2 separate regions of the Cricetulus griseus genome follow, and region 1 is linked to region 2. The links are chromatin contacts, called in public Hi-C maps. All regions are on one chromosome and are shown on one strand. Each heading gives the region's core, a stretch centred on a gene start, on an enhancer-like site or on the middle of the called end of the contact. The rest is flanking DNA. Distances are from core to core; before and after follow the strand shown. Region 1 has its middle 8.4 kb from the start of Fosb. Region 2 holds the start of Ercc1 (ERCC excision repair 1, endonuclease non-catalytic subunit).

Region 1 (4,965 bases), core at 1,936-4,435, 42 kb before region 2:
CGGACCCCACGGAGGAGGGGGACACCCCGGAGACCCTGAGCCCACGGAGGAGGGGGACACCCCACAGGCCCGGACCCCACGGAGGAGGGGGACACCCCGGAGACCCTGACCCCACGGACCCCACGGAGGAGGGGGACACCCCGGAGACCCTGACCCCACGGAGGAGGGGGACACCCGAGAGACCCTGACCCCACGGAGGAGGGGGACACCCCAGAGACCCTGACCCCACGGAGGAGGGGGGACACCCCAGAGACCCTGACCCCACGGAGGAGGGGGGACACCCCAGAGACCCTGACCCCACGGAGGAGGGGGGACACCCCAGAGACCCTGACCCCACGGAGGAGGGGGGACACCCCAGAGACCCTGACCCCACGGAGGAGGGGGACACCCCAGAGACCCTGACCCCACGGAGGAGGGGGGACACCCCAGAGACCCTGACCCCACGGAGGAGGGGGGACACCCCAGAGACCCTGACCCCACGGAGGAGGGGGACACCCCAGAGACCCTGACCCCACGGAGGAGGGGGGACACCCCAGAGACCCTGACCCCACGGAGGAGGGGGGACACCCCAGAGACCCTGACCCCACGGAGGAGGGGGACACCCCAGAGACCCTGACCCCACGGAGGAGGGGGGACACCCCAGAGACCCTGACCCCACGGAGGAGGGGGGACACCCCAGAGTCCCTGACCCCACGGAGGAGGGGGACACCCCAGAGACCCTGACCCCACGGAGGAGGGGGGACACCCCAGAGACCCTGACCCCACGGAGGAGGGGGGACACCCCAGAGACCCTGACCCCACGGAGGAGGGGGGACACCCCAGAGACCCTGACCCCACGGAGGAGGGGGGACACCCCAGAGACCCTGACCCCACGGAGGAGGGGGGACACCCCAGAGACCCTGACCCCACGGAGGAGGGGGGACACCCCAGAGACCCTGACCCCACGGAGGAGGGGGACACCCCAGAGACCCTGACCCCACGGAGGAGGGGGGACACCCCAGAGACCCTGACCCCACGGAGGAGGGGGGACACCCCAGAGACCCTGACCCCACGGAGGAGGGGGGACACCCCAGAGACCCTGACCCCACGGAGGAGGGGGGACACCCCAGAGACCCTGACCCCACGGAGGAGGGGGGACACCCCAGAGACCCTGACCCCACGGAGGAGGGGGGACACCCCAGAGACCCTGACCCCACGGAGGAGGGGGACACCCCAGAGACCCTGACCCCACGGAGGAGGGGGGACACCCCAGAGACCCTGACCCCACGGAGGAGGGGGGACACCCCCCTGACCCCACGGAGGAGGGGGACACCCCGGAGTCCCTGGCCCCAGCAGGGAGGTGCAGCATCCTCCAGCCGCTTCCCGCAGGGCGGGCCCGGCAGGGCGATGGGAGGAAACGGGTTGGGATGATGGGATGATGGGATCCCGGCCCTGGGTGGGATGGAAGCCGTGCTGAGCTTTGAACCCCGTGTGTGCCTCATGCCCGGGACCATCCCCGCGCTTGGGGGCTGAGGCAGGAGGATGGCTTCAAAGTTCAGGCCAGCCTGGGCTACACGGTGCACTGTAGGCCAGCCAGGGCCACAGAGTGAGAGCCTGTCCAAGACAGACAGACAGACAGACAGACAGACAGACACTGTCTCAAGGAAACAGAAAAAAACAGTGTTAGTAAGGGTATCATGCACAAAAAGAAACCCGGTCTCAAAAAACCCGTGTGTGTGTGTGTGTGTGTGTGTGTGTGTGTGTGTGTGTGTGTGTGATGTGTGTGTGTGTGTGTGTGTGTGTGTGATGTGTGTGTGTGTGATGTGTGTGTGATGTGTGTGTGTGTGTGTGATGTGTGTGTGTGTGTGTGATGTGTGTGATTATGATGTGTGTGTGATGTGCGGGTTTCGCTTCCCCTGTGGAGGGAGTTGGCGGCAGAAGTGGGCTATGACACCTCCCATGCCTTTGCCTCAGTTTCCCTGGCGGAAGCGCGCCGCGGGGAAGGGCGCCGTGGGGAAGGGCGCCGTGGGGAAGCGCGCCGTGGGGAAGCGCGCCGTGGGGAAGGGCGCCGTGGGGAAGCGCGCCGTGGGGAAGGGCGCCGTGGGGAAGGGCCGCGCGTGGGGAAGAGGCGCGCCGGGGAAGGGCGCCGTGGGGAAGGGCGCCGTGGGGAAGCGCGCCGCGGGGAAGGGCGGCCTCCGGCGGCGTCACCCGCACGCCCCGGGGACGCGGTGCCTGGGCCCGGCTCGCTCGGCGCCCGATTAACCGGGCTGCGCACAAAGCCTGCAGTTCCACGGGGGAACAGCAGGTGTCGCCCGCGGCCGCCCGCGCTCCATCAGCCCCTACGGGAGCCTCCCGCGTCCCTCGCAGAAAAACTCGAATTCCGCCACGAAGGGGCTTCCGAGTGTCGCACGAGGAGTTTTTCTTTCTCAAAACGAAATCAAACAAACAAACAAACAAATAAAAACGGACTTCTCACTTTGCCAAAAGTACCGTTTCTGTACAGCCGGGGAGGTAGGCACGGTAGGCGCCGCTTCCCAGCATGCAAGGCGCTATGCAAATGAGGCTACTTATTGTAATCTAGTGGGATAATTCGCGGCATATTTGTAAAGAAAAGCATGTTTTCGCTAAAACATGTGAGAAGAATGTTGAAAATACTAGAATTGGTCGTGTGTTATTAAAAAAAGTAGTCACCACAAGTGTAAAAATTTCTGTTTTTTGACCTTTATATATGTGTCCGAAAATACATACTTCTGCCCGGATGATCTCCAGTGGTCTGGGGTGCAGGCTTCAAACCTGTAGCTGTTTAGCGACAGAGTGGTTCAATTCCACCTTTCGGGCGGGAGTATCTATCCCATTTTGCTTCCTGCAACCGGTACTATGTGACAAACTCCTCTAAATCCCCCTCTATTCGTATTTATTCCTCTTCGTAATTACTTTTTTCCGGTCCCGGAAGGATCCAACACATCTCAGAAGTGTATTTAAATTTGTCTTCTACAGTTCTAGCGTATTCCTGTCTGTCTCTGATGTCTCTCCCTCAACGATTTATTTATTATTCATCCAGTCATTTGCTCGATTATGTATTTAATCATGCGTGCAGCTCTTAGTCATATATTTGTTCATTTGTTCACTCTGGCTCAGTCCTGTCTCTCTATTTGAGCTGTATGGATGGGGACACAGTTGTGATCACACCCTTAGCCCTGGTCTCATGAGGTTAACCAGGCCAGTGGAGAAGACAGCACTCAAGCCATATGGCCAGGAGGCCTGACCAGGGTGACCTTGAGACATACTGGATGGATGACAAGGCCTGACAATGGGGACACTGAGGCTCGAGCAAATGTCTTCTCTTTTTCAAGGTCACCAGAAGTCCCCGGCCACCAGACTGGTGGTGCACCCCCCCTCCCTCCAGTGATTTCTCCTTCCCAGACTTTCTGTTAACGAAGTGACATGTACTCTGCCTCCTCCATGTGTCTTGGATCCTTTCTTTCCCATTCTGGGTCCCCCTCAGCCTCACAATGTCTCTTCTAGCTACTCTCAGTCTGGGGAATAGAAAACACCACCTAACACTAACTTTCCCCTGCTTCTCGTCTTCCCAAACCTGCTATGGACATCCAGTGTTCTGAATATATTCTTTCCCCGCCGTAAAGTCTCCCAGACCCTTCAACATCAGCATCTCACAGCTGACAACCTGCCCCTTTTCCAGCAGGCGACACAGCCTGGAGACAGGGGAAGTCCTCCCGAGTGTCAGCTTTCCTTTTATCCAGCTATAGGCTGATTTGTTAGGTGCCTAGCAAGTGCCTGTGACGGCTTCCTGGCAGTACAAATCCATTCTGTCTTGTTGAAAGCCATGTAATAGGTGCCCAGGGAAAATACACACTTTGACCTGATGGATACATTTTTTTTAAGCTTTTTTATTGGCGACAGTGCAGAACCAAGGGGGGAGGGGAGCTGCCCAGTGCTAGACTGCCCCAGCACCCCCGGGGTCAGGTGCAAAATACAAAAACCAACAACAACAACAAAATCACAAATACAACATGAGTGGGGAGCTATGGAAGGCCCTTCTCCTGATCATACACGTCCATCCAGAATTCTCCACGATACAAATTGTAAAAATCTACGACCCGTTCACACTTATTCAAAAAGTAAAATTTCATGTCCCCAACACACCCGGAGGGGACAGACAGAAGGACGATCAGGGCCAGTGAGAGAGGAGACATGTTGGAAGTGGTCAGAGCGAAACAGATGGAGAAAGGACTTGTCTCCAACAGCCAGAGGGGCTGGGACAACAAAAAAACAGTGACAGTTATGGAAGGGGCAGCCGGAGAGTCTGACTCGAGTTCCCAGAAGCGATTTCGAACTCCACAGCACACTTGCAGACGAGGAAACGCGTACGCACGCACACACGCGCACAGACACACACGCACACAGACACTCATATATAATATATTTATCTATACATAATAGATATAAGTGCTTTTCGGGAACCAGGGAAGGGATAAATAGCTTGGCTGGGGTTAGGGTTGGAACCGAGGACCCAGGACGGGGTGTGGAATGTGTTCCATGCAGAACATGGGGAGTGGGGGGGCTGTAGGGCCCTTCTCCCCAATATTAAAAAATAGAAATCTGACTCGTGGAATTCTCACGAGGTGAAAGCTGGAGGGAGGAGCCAGAACCCATATTTGGGGCTGGAGGAGGTGGATGGGGTGGGACAGCGGGAACTCAGTCCCCTCTTTATGCCAGTCCAAAAAATATTTGGGGGTTCAAATATCAAGGGTAGGGGGAGCCAAAGCCTCAGCCCTGAAAACTTCTCTGGAAATTGCCTCGACCTCTGTGAGAGGATGTGGGGCTCCCAGGGTGGGGAGAAGTTGGCGTCCTAGGCTGGGGAAGGCGCGAGGCCTTGGAGAAAAAGGCCTGGGGCCTGAGCAAGAAGCCCACCGGGGTGCATCCCCGTCACTCCTGTAAGTCTAACTCCCTGTCGAGGGGAGGAAG
Region 2 (4,860 bases), core at 2,360-4,859:
GGCCGGGTGAGTCAGCCCCGGGCGGCTCCCGCGTCATCCCGGCCGCTCTGCTCCACGCTATTTCGGGCTCCGGGCGCTATAAATAGAGGTTCTCACAGCCTAGGCGAGCCGCCCCCCTCTCTGCTCGGGCCCCCTGCGTCCCCAGCCCGCCGCGATCGCCGTCACCACGGCTAAGTTTAGAGGCGGGTGGGGACGCCGGCCTGGTCACTGCGCCCCTCTCCCCACCGCCGAGGGCGGAACCTTCGAGGTTCTCCAGCTGTCCAGTTACTTTTTGGTCCTACCCCCTCCCCCATTCTCCATCCCTTCTGGAGTGCAGAGGGGAAACCAAGCTGACACAGGAGGAACGAGCTAGGAGGAGAGCTGGACCGGGATGCTAAGTGAAGATGGATGGTGGGATCGTTTCAACTCTAAGCCCCGGGAAGGGGTGGGTGGCTCTGGATTTGGGCATGCAAGACTCAGTGCAGAAACTGAACACGGAAAGCAAACTTAGGGATGATACAGAACTCAGAGCAACTTTTCCCGCCCTTGACTAATACAAACGACTCAAAGTCACAGCCGTGGGCGGCCGGGACGCAGGTTGTCTGCGGTAGGGATGCGCATCGCCTTCTGGCTGGGTCCAGAGCATTCCACGTGGTCCAGCCCAATGCGCCGGGAAATCCTGTGGCAGGGAGCTGGCGGACCCTGGCGGTCGAGCCGAGAGTTGCAGAATCGAGGCTTGGGATCCCACACCCCTCCTCCCCCTTGGGAGAAACGGAGTTAGGGTTCTACTTGGCTTCGAGTCTCAGACATTTCGTTTGGATTCAGAGACACGTGTCCTGGCACTTTATTTTAAAAAATGGCATGGAATTCCATTTTGTTTTAGATGCACGAGGGTTTTGTGTCCCCGGTGCCTGTGGAGGCCCTCTGGAACAGGGGTTGGAGACGGGTGTGAGCCACCCTGAGGATGGTGGGAATCGAGTCCTCTGGAAGAGAGAGCAGTCGGTGCTCTTAACCTCTGAGCCATCGCTCCAGTCCCTGGTTCTCTTATGCATCCTTGGCTGATCTGGAACTCACCGCTGTGAGACCAGACTGACCTTGCACACTCTCACAGAGATCCACCTGCCTCTGCCTCTCGAGTGATGGGATTGAAGACGTGCGCCAATACGTCAGGGTTGGGTTTTTTGTTTTTGTTTTTGTTTTCAGGGTCTTGCTTTGCCGCGCAAGCTAGTTTGGAACTCGCATTAGTCCTCCTGCCTCAGCTTCCTCAGTGCTAGGTTTAAAAGCATGCTAGTGGTCGCCACCACACTCTGCCGTTTTCCTGTGTCCTTTTACCCTCAGCAAACGATTCCAGGTAGAGAAATCAAGCAGTATACTAGGGACTCGCCTTGCAAAAGCTGGGCTGCTGTGGCTTCACACAACACGCAGTTCAGGCGCGCCCTCTGGAGGCCAAGATTCCGAAGCGCACCTTTATTAGGTGGTCGCTCAATTGTTTTTCTTTCCTGTGTTAGTAGGGTCAACTACTACTTACTACTTTCTTTTCTTTCCTCCGTCCCTCCGTCCCTCCGTCCCTCTGTCCCTCCGTCCCTCCGTCCCTCCGTCCCTCCGTCCCTCCGTCCCTCCGTCCCTCCCTCCCTCCGTCCCTCCGTCCCTCCCTCCCTCCGGTTTTTTGGTTTTTTGAGACAGGGTTTCTCTGTGTAGCTTTGGAGCCTATCCTGGCACTCGCTCTGGAGACCAGGCTGGCCTCGAACTCACAGAGATCCACCTGTCTCTGCCTCCCGAGTGCTGGAATTAAAGGCGAACGCCACCATGCCCAGTTATTAACTGTTAATATTTTCTTCTGTGTATCATAATTCCAACGGCGTGGGGGTGTGACACAGTAGTAGAGCCCCTGCCTAGAATTCCCCAGTGAGGGGCTGGGGTGTGGCTCAGTGGTAGAGCCCCTGCCTAGAATCCCCCAGTGAGGGGCTGGGGTGTGGCTCAGCGGCAGAGCCCCTGCCTAGAATCCCCCAGTGAGGGGCTGGGGGCGTGGCTCAGTGGTAGAGCCCCTGCCTAGAACGTCCAGCGCAGGCATGTGCTTGCACACACACACACACACACACACACACACACACACCATAACAGGGAAAACATTAAAAACACATAGCGGATTTCATATTATAACCTCAGTTCACGTTCTCCCTCAACACACAAAGACCGAAAGGAGAACATGCTTGATAAATACACGCAAAAACGGAGGATTCCCAAAGTATGAACCAGGAGGAAGCATTTGCAATCTATGGAAGTGACTAACAGGACCGACACCCAAGCATCCCTCCAGTAAATGGGCAGTAATAAAGACATGCTCATCTCCTTTGCCTCCCCCCCTTTTTTTAATTTTCAAAAACTGTTTAATTGAATTGCTCACTTTTTTTGAAAAACAAATGGGCAAAGGATATGAGCCAATCTTTAAAAAAAATGGGCAAAGGAAATGAGCAAGAACACCAAACATACAAGACCATTTAGATTCACAAAACGATGCCCTATTTCCTTAGCAATCGGAGGAGCACAAGTTGAAACAGGGTGAAACTCTCCTTTCAGGAAATGAGTAATGCTAAGTCATCATCCATCGGGCCCCAGGTCTCGGATGTCCCTTCCTTCAGGAGCCGGTTCTGACTCCCAGGCTGGGTCAGGTGCTCTCCCTAACTAACTAACTAACCGGGTCTCCGCGTCCTCTGGACTCGCCCCTGCCGGCCCTGCCCATTCTGGGCTGTCCCTGTCTGGGTGGGAGCAGGCACGTCTGGCTGGCCTCTGGACTGCAGCCCTAGGGGAGTGCCAGCCGTGGCTCGCAGCCGCATGCAGTCATGCACGCAGGTGGGGAAGGGCTCGAACCCGTGAGTCAGTGTCAGCGGGCTGAGTCTCTGCTGCTTTTTGCCTTCCCCTCGCCCTCTCCCGTTTGCTCTCTTCTTCACCGAGCCCTGTCTGGAATCTGGGGACACGGGAAGCACTCAGCGGGGCCTTCCCAGACTCCCGGGCACCGAGATGCTCGCCCCGCCCCGCCCCGCACCTCCACGGTCCTCCAGGACCATAGAGAGCGGCGCCGACACCGTGCCTCTCCGCTCTACCTCCCCGGGGGAGCAGCGAGACGAGCGGCGGGCCAGAGAGGCCGGAAGTGAGTGCAGCCCGGGGTTGTGCTGGCCGCGCTGGCGGTGTGTCGCCTCTATCCCCCTCGTTGTGTTTGCGTCCAGGCCTCCCCGGGAAAGAGCCGCTGAGAGTTTGACAGACCTGAGACCGACAGGTAGGGCCGAGAGGGGCGGAGGAGCCGAGGGGGTGGGGCGGAGGCCGCGGGCGGATGATTGGCAGAGGAAGAGGCCAATCGTTGCCCAGGCTGAGACAAGGCCGAGACTGGGCGGGGCCAGGGCTGCCAGGTGTGCCTCTGGGGGCGGGGCCAACCGTCCCGGAGCCAGTCTGGGGGCGGGGCGATATGACAGTGGGCGGGGAATGCACGGTGCGTGGGCCAATCCGGAGCGGGCAGGCTGAGAGGGGCGGGCTCACGGGCGGGGCTTGTGGAACCTAAGGCTACTGGAAGCAGGCAAGGTTTTGGGGCGGCCCGCTGTGAGCGGAGCTCCCCTCGGGAGGATGGAAGTGCCCACCCCGGTGTCGCCGCGCCTCTCAGGCCCCAGATGGACCTTGGGAAAGCCGAGGGAAGCCTGCCGCAGCCCACCAGGAAGAAGTTTGTGATCCCACTGGAAGACGAGGCCCCTCCTGCAGGGGTAAGGGCGAGGGCTTGGGGGACCCCCGGGGTTTGAGTTGTTTTGGAAAAGCAGCCTGCTGTCCTCTGCAAGCCTCGGTTTCCCCATCTGTAAAGTGGGGTGGCAGGGTGGTTAAGAGAGGGCTAAGTTAGAAGCTGTCGGCTGGCAGCTAGCCAATGGCCAGTGATGATGGCTTTTGTTTGGTTTTGGTCTTTGAGGTTGGGTCACGTGTTTCCTGGGCAACGCTTAAAATTAGTTATGTAGCTGAGGTTGGCTTTGAACCTATTTTTCCAATCTGACCCCCCCTAGTTCTGGGATTACAGAAATGGGCCATGCTGGATTTAATATATATATTAATATATATAATTTATACATTATATTATCTATTATATTATCTATTATATATCATATAATATATAATCATATAATATAATATCATATAATATATAATATAATATATTATATTATATATATAATATATATATTTTTTATGTGTGTAGATGTTTCGCCTGCACATATGTGTGAGCACTGCGTGCATGTAGGCCTGCAGAGACCAGGGGCTGGCAACTGGAGAGAGAGTGTTGTGAGCTGCCATGGTGGTGCACCACCACCGCCCGGCTAATTTTTCTTTCAGACAGGGTCTCAGGTAGCCCAGGCTGGCCTTAAACTTACCACATCAGTGAGTACGACTTGACCTTGTGATCCTCCTGCCTCTGCCTCCCAGGTCTGCCTGGCTCACCCAGAGCTTCGGCACGCACTGCACCCACTGAGCCAGAACCCCAGCCTTGTTTTGAGTTCTTAGGCCCCCCCCCCCAGCATGTGGAAGAAGAAGAAGGATGAGAGTCGGAGAGGAAGGTGAGGGTTCCAGTGTTCCTTCACAGCCCCCAGCCTTCCTTTCTGCCCACAGGCCAAGCCCTTATTCAGATCCTCACGGAACCCCAGCACCACGGCCCCCTCGGTCCCAGCGGCCCCTCAGACGTACGCCGAGTATGCCATTGCCCAGCCTCCAGGAGGGGCTGGGCCCACAGGGCCCACAGGCTCTGAACCTGTGAAGGGAGAGAACCCCGGCCAGACGGTGAAAACGGGAGCGAAATCCAATAGCATCCTTGTGAGCCCCCGGCAGGTGAGCAGGGTTTCTGGTGGGAAACCCCGT

The links. A called contact is a pair of places that touch in the nucleus more often than the background predicts.
Region 1: a contact with region 2 is called in a Hi-C map of the CHL-YN cell line, with 2.8 times the contacts expected there. The contact joins the enhancer-like site here to the promoter of Ercc1 in region 2. A contact is called at or near these places in 5 of 8 Hi-C or Micro-C datasets (the CHL-YN cell line, the CHO-K1 cell line, fibroblasts and 1 more).

Annotation. Positions count from the first base shown.
Region 1 is chr9:28,054,366-28,059,330 of CriGri-PICRH-1.0, reverse strand. No RefSeq gene overlaps it. Among named protein-coding and RNA genes, the nearest start is that of Fosb, 8.4 kb to the right of the region's middle. Within about 2 kb of position 3,185, at least 2 of the 6 cell types and tissues checked have open chromatin away from gene starts, as enhancers often do. A contact at or near this core is called in fibroblasts, where this site is marked.
Region 2 is chr9:28,012,876-28,017,735 of CriGri-PICRH-1.0, reverse strand. It overlaps Ercc1 (ERCC excision repair 1, endonuclease non-catalytic subunit), which reads left to right and starts at 3,609. Exons shown (of 9, transcript NM_001246804.1): 1 at 3,609-3,728; 2 at 4,615-4,830. The coding sequence starts at 3,639.